2 separate regions of the Pan troglodytes genome follow, and region 1 is linked to region 2. Evidence: chromatin contacts called from public Hi-C data. All regions are on one chromosome and are shown on one strand. The core of a region is the stretch at or near the end of the contact, and the rest is flanking DNA. Distances in the headings are between cores, read along the strand shown. Region 1 holds the start of MFSD1 (major facilitator superfamily domain containing 1). Region 2 holds the start of LXN (latexin).

Region 1 (3,014 bases), core at 192-2,691, 130 kb before region 2:
TAGAATTTTGCTTAATAAATTAAAAACTGTAACATAGGAAGGAAAATTTTTTTCTAATTATCAAGAAACTGTTTTTGCAGACATCAGATTTCATAAGAGAAACCAACCACTGTCAAGACTACCACAAGTCCAGTCCAATATGATTGCTTCACAGTGGCAGAGTGGAAGATTAAGAGAACAATATCTATTCACTGAAGCTATCAGCAAGACACACTCATACATTTTCTCAAAGAGGGTGAAAAATATATAAAAGACTGCCGACGAAATCATTCACGTTTTTTAAAAGCTGGACAACATTGTAAGACCCTGTGTCTAAAAATAATAATAATAATAAAGCCGGGTGTGATGGCGCCCCATCTGTGGTCCCAGCTACTCGGGAGGCTGAGGCGGGAGGATTGCTTGAACCCAGGAGGTGGAGGCTGCAGTAAGCCACGTTCACAGAACTGCACTCCGGGCTGGGTGACAGAGCAAGCCCCTGTCTCACCTAAAACCAAACAAACAAAAGTCGTTTAGGAACAGTTAAAGCTTTCTGAATTTCCTCCGACCACGTGTGCCAAGAGAGGAACCTTGAAAATCTGGAGTTACCTTCATATCTATCGCCTCTAGGGCGAGTGGCTAGCCCCTGGGACTTACTGAAGAGCAAAGGCGTGCCACAAAACTCGCCCAGCTCAGTCCCTCGACCTCCACGTTCCGGACGCGGAGTAACTAGCAACATCCACAGGTGTGGCTGGAATCGATCGCAAAGGGGAAAATAAGGAGGCCCAGGAGCTTAAGACAGAAGCTGCGCTGAGGCCCCGTGGCACCAGTGACCACGATGACGATCTACCTCGAAGAGAAAGTCGGGAATTCCTTAAAGATCAGCCCCATCCCACCCGGCCGGCTCACCAAAGCCAAGGAAGCACATCAGTAACAGCACCAAAAGCCGGTGCGCCAGGCGACTGGGGTCGCAGAGGGCCGGCAGGGCTCCGGGGGCGGCCGGGGCACCTCTGTCGGCCTCGTCAGGGCCGCCTGCCAGAAGCGCCCGCGCTTCCTCATCCTCCTCCTCCATTGCGCCCGCAGGAGACGGAGAGGGGAAAGTGGTGACAACTCCAAACCCCGGCAGGAAGCAGCGCCCGTGGAACACTGTCAAGACGGCGGTCACATGACTCCGGGAGCTCACGTGACGCCCCGGCAGGTCACGCAGGGCCACGCCCATGTGAGCGGCCGCGAGCGCTGGGAGGACGGACCCAGCGGGCGATGACAGGGCCTGGCGCGGTTCGCTTTTCCTGGGTGACTGTGTTCGTGGGGCTGAGGCCCTCTAGGTGCCCACTTCCAGCTTTCCACCAATTACTGCACTGTCTTTTCGTTTCCTGCCCCGCTGACGCGTACACCTATTTCAGACTCAGCGCAGCTCCGCGGGTAGAAAAGTGCGGGCCTCCCTCTCGGCTCCACACCAGACTCCGGAGTAGTTCGAACTGCGCTGGGGGTCGCCAAGACGCGCGCTGCCCTTCTCCCAGCACTGCCCTCCCCAGCGTCTTTGACCACTCTTAATACCCACAAACTTGGTCGGACAATTTCTGGTGTGTCCAGCCATGTGTCACGTACTGGGAATACAAAATGGAATGAGGCAAGCTCCCTGACCTCAAAGATTTCAGAGTTCAGTTGGAGAAATCGACAGAATCTGGTACTTTTAAAACTCAACATGATGAATGAATGTGGTGAGAACAGCGGCAGAAAATGGCACTGAATTCCATAGAAATATCTGGAAAGGGCATTTCAAAAGGGGAGAAAAGGTGCATAGTTTAGCCAGCTTTCAGAGCAAGGGAGTGAGGGGCGCTGAAGCTCCTTGAAGTTGAAACCCAGGCTAGAATGAGTAAGAATGCGCCAGTCAGGGTGCTTGTTTGAGCGGGTTGGTTGCAGGGCGGGCAGTTACGAGGGATAATAAAGACAAAAGCGTAAACAGAACTGGGTGTGTATGTGTTTGTGTTGAACGACAGAGAAGGAACTCGAGTAGAAACACTAAACCTGTTTCAAGAAGAGCCATGCAAGGATTTTGAGCACAGCAGCAGAACTGCAAGCTTTGTGTTTTAAAAAACATTCGGTCTGCCAGCACAGCACCATCGTCGCTTTCTGGGGGCCCTCAGGCTTTACTAACAGAATTTTGAGGGCGTCAAAGCTAGAGGCTGAAAACTGTGAGGATTATTAGGAAGATGCTGTAGTCGTAACGATTAGAGATGACGAGGGCCTGTTAGCAATAAAAAGCAGGAATGGCACAGAAGAAAATCAGTAATTATTTAGGAGGTAAAATGGGAATAACTGTAAATAATAGCCTATGTCATCTGAAAGAGAGGAAAGACTTGAGAGTGTCTCCCAGATTTCTAGCTTGGGCCGCCAATAGAGATCAAAATTTAGGGAGAGAAGGAGGTAGGAGAGAGTGTCAAGGATCAGGTGCTGCCTTTGAGATGTCTATACATATCTCCACTTTCACCGTCCATTCTCTCTTCAGCTCCAGTGGAGGAGCTCCCGATCTAATAAAACTGTCTTGCCGAGAGGAGTAATAACTCCATCTTTCCAAATACATTAGTCACTTCTCTGTCATCTTACTCAACTTCTATCAATTGATGGAATTGACAGCCACTCCTTTTTAGCCTCCTTGGCACCATACTTGCCTTGTGTTCCTCCCACTTTGCTGGCCTATCTCATTTGCTGTCTCATTTGTCAGCTCCTCCTCTTCTATTCAAAATCTAGATGTTCAATGATGCAAGACCCATTCCTGAGCTCTCTTCCACTCATCCATTCCCATAACTTTAAATACCCTCCCTCTGCTGTCCAGTAGGTAGCCATGTGTGGCTGTTGATCATTTGTAATGTGAATAGTTGGAAAGGAGATATGCAATACGTATAAAATACACACCAGATTTCAAAGACTTGTATGAAAAATAGAATAACCTCCTAATTTGAGTACTGATTACATGTTGAAATAATATTTTGCAGATATTAGGTTAAATGTATATATATTAAAACTGGCCGGGCACA
Region 2 (3,356 bases), core at 793-3,292:
TGGAAGAAAATGAGAAACAGGAAAAGGTGAGCTACAGCCAGTTTTAGACAAATATGAAATTATCACTGTAAAACTCTAATTATCTTTCCTTTTCAAGGAGAGAGGAAAAAGCTTAAATATAAGCCATGTTATTAATAAAAAACCTTGAAGTATGGAAATAAAATATGGGCAGTCTTCTACTTAAAATGCTCTTAGACAAATAAGACAAATACTGTTCTCCAAAAGTCTTATTTTTTTATTTCTGGTGTTCTTCTAAAGTGTCTCTGAAATGAACAGTCTTCTTCATGTCAAAGTTCCCCAAATTTCACCAATTCTTTGGTAAATTTATCCCAGGAGACAGTGTAGGTTCGTATCTGACAACCCCATCGAAAACTGGCTGATATTCTGTATTTGCAAAAATATTGCCATGGGTGGGTCAGGGTTTAACAAATGCTGAACTAAGAAACATGGAGAGGCCAGGCACGGTGGCTCATGCCTGTAATCCTAACACTTTGGGAGGCAGAGGAGTGAGGATTGCCCAAACTCAACATGGTGAAACCCCATCTCTACTAAAATACAAAAAAATTAGCCAGGTGTGGTGAAGTGCACCTGTAGTCCCAGATACTCGGGAGGCTGCGGCAGGAGAAATGCTTGAACCTGGGAGGCGGAGGTTGCAGTGAGCCGAGATCACGTCACTGCACTCCAGCCTAGGCAACAGAGCGAAACTCCCAGTGTCTCCCAAAGCAAATTTCTCATACACGGACAAGACTGAGAAAAGTTTCACTGACATTTGATATAAGATGATGGGCAAGCAGACAGATGGTATTTAAAGGCAAAGTCAATCAGAACCCCCAAATCCCAGGAGACAATAATAAGCATGAAACTGGGGCCAAAGTCCAGAATCCAGATTTACTGCAGAATCTACATAATCAGAAAGAGAGACACCTCAAGAGTCTTGGGTGTGTGCATTACTACCAAGTTAAAGGTCCTGGCCAGGCATGGTGGCTTATGCCTGTAATCCCAGCACTTTGGGAGGCTAAGGTGGGTGGATCACCTGAGGTCAGGAGTTTGAGACCAGCCTAGCCTAAACCCGTCTCTACTAAAAATACAAAAAACTAGCCGGGCATTGTGGTGGGCACCTGTAATCCCAGCTACTCTGGAGGCTGAGGCAGGAGAACTGCTTGAACCCAGGAGGCGGACGTTGCAGTGAGCCGAGATAGCACCATTGCACTCCAGCCTAGGCAACAAGAGTGAAATTCCGTCTCAAAAAAAAAAAAAAAAAAAAGAAAGAAAAGAAAAAAAGGTCTCAATCCAGGCAGCGAAGACCTTGGCCAAACTTTGGTAGAATCTCCAAGTTATCCTAGCCCAATTAACCTAAGACCACCAAGGATAAACCTGTACTTCTACAAAGTCAGGTTTATAGGCCCATTCCAATGAGGCAGACCACATACCAGAGATAGTGCTTTGTATAAGTTCAGTTTTTAAGTTTATTTTAATCCTTGAAGTAAAATATTCAAAATGACTCAAGTTGGAAGCATGGCGTTACATCAAAACTTATCATTTTAAGATTAGTAAAGGAGAGGGGTACAGGTGCATTTTTTTATTTCTCCTGATCCAAATTACATAATCTCCCAATTTAATACTATAGTTTGCAGATTCTCATACTTTGATTTGGGCAGAACTGGTCCAAACCCACAAAAAGCTGAGGATGAGCAAGCCTCTTCCTGGACTCTCATAAGGGGAAGGGAAATGAAGGAATCGAATCACTACCTGGAGTACTGTGTACCTTGCCCTGCCAGGGACGCTGCATGCGGTGTATAAGGAAGTTGTGCTCCAGTATGCAAGCGAAGCAACCAGACTTTTTTCCCATGGACAAGAAACCACAGTCTTCAGAGATGTACTTTATCAGCGAAAGCCCCACCCTGCACTTCTATAAAGGTTAATGAAACGAAAGATGCAATCCCAGCGAACCTAGCCCACTGACTCCCTCCCCACACCTCCACCTGCTGGTGCCTGAGAGCATGCTGGCCTCTCTTCCAGTAGGAACCAGCAGGCGGAGTAAGGAAGCCGGCTGCAGGCAGTAGTGGGGCGGGGCCTCAGAAGCAGTCAGCCCAGGGATCTCGGACGCAGGGAGCCTGGGCCCAAACAGCAGCTTCCGGAGTCGGAAGGAGCTGAGGAAGAAGACAGACTGAAGGAGCTTGCGACTTTTCCGCCTCGGCAACGGGACCCAGCAGCAAGCAGGACGGGCGGCGCTCTGCTACTGGTCCCGTTAAGCCTGAGTAGCCCAAGCCCTGAAGTCACTGCTCATCCGGAATGGAAATCCCGCCGACCAACTACCCAGCCTCCAGGGCGGCCTTGGTGGCACAGAACTACATCAACTACCAGCAGGGGACCCCCCACAGGGTGTTTGAGGTGCAGAAGGTCAAACAAGCCAGCATGGAGGTGAGTTTAGCAGGGGGTGGTGGACAGCGGAGGCTTCAGAATTGCGCTCCCTCCACTCACCCGCGGTCTCAGCCTTTGGGTGCAGACACTCCGTGCCACTCCCTACCCACCTTCTGTTTTAGGATACACTGCTGGTATCTGGTCTTGACATATTAAGGTTTCTGGGGGAATGTCTATACTCCAGTCTCTGGAGACAGCCCAGGATTGTTTTCACCTTAAGGCAGAGACAAAGTTTTTACGCACACAGTTACAAGAAAATGGGAACACGCTCTAAGTAAGGGGCAGCACTTTCCTTAAGTGTAAACTGTAGGAACCATTCAAAAGACTACTAAGGCTGCCACGTTTCTCATCTGCTACTCTGATCTAGACCAACAAAAGCTCCCATCTTCCAAGACTCTATTGCCTACATTTTAAGACAAATCCTTATCAGACCCTTTGACCAAAATGAAGGGGGAAACAAACAGCAAGAGAAACTGACAATCAAAGTCAAAGAATAAAAGCACTGTGGGCTGACGCTGGCCTTTAGCCACCCAAACACCGCTACCACATGACTGCCTTAAATGATGTGCACCCTCTGCTAAAGGCTTGAATTAAATGTTTAAGGCCTCAGCAATCACTAATGAGGTTTGTTTTCATTTTACTAAAATCTACTGGATTTGAGATTATCCCTTATTTATCTGACAGAATTTTAACTGCTAACAGTCTTTTAGAGGTGACACAGTAGATCTTATTTTGAAACTGTACCAGATAACAGAATTAGGTATACATTTTCAACCTGTATCTTGATTTAAAAGTGAAATACCATTTCTTAGTCTTATATAATTTGTTAATCATTTTGCAGTTTCACTAATGTATAAGTAAAAACAATACTTAATTGTATTAAGTCTCCAATTGCTTTGCAGTAATCTGCCTCAAAATGAAATTCACATTCATTG

The links. A called contact is a pair of places that touch in the nucleus more often than the background predicts.
Region 1: a contact with region 2 is called in a Hi-C map of induced pluripotent stem cells, with 1.9 times the contacts expected there. The contact joins the promoter of MFSD1 here to the promoter of LXN in region 2. A contact is called at or near these places in 3 of 7 Hi-C or Micro-C datasets (blood, induced pluripotent stem cells and stem cell-derived neural progenitor cells) and 1 of 1 datasets of contacts at active chromatin or transcription factors (stem cell-derived excitatory neurons).

What each region holds. Positions count from the first base shown.
Region 1 is chr2:161,981,292-161,984,305 of NHGRI_mPanTro3-v2.0_pri, reverse strand. MFSD1 (major facilitator superfamily domain containing 1) reads right to left here and starts at 1,441. Exons shown (of 17, transcript XM_016942233.4): 1 at 886-1,441. The coding sequence starts at 1,195.
Region 2 is chr2:161,852,593-161,855,948 of NHGRI_mPanTro3-v2.0_pri, reverse strand. It overlaps LXN (latexin), which reads left to right and starts at 2,042. Exons shown (of 6, transcript XM_003310067.5): 1 at 2,042-2,421. The coding sequence starts at 2,293. The region is part of intron 13 of GFM1 (G elongation factor mitochondrial 1); the gene reads right to left.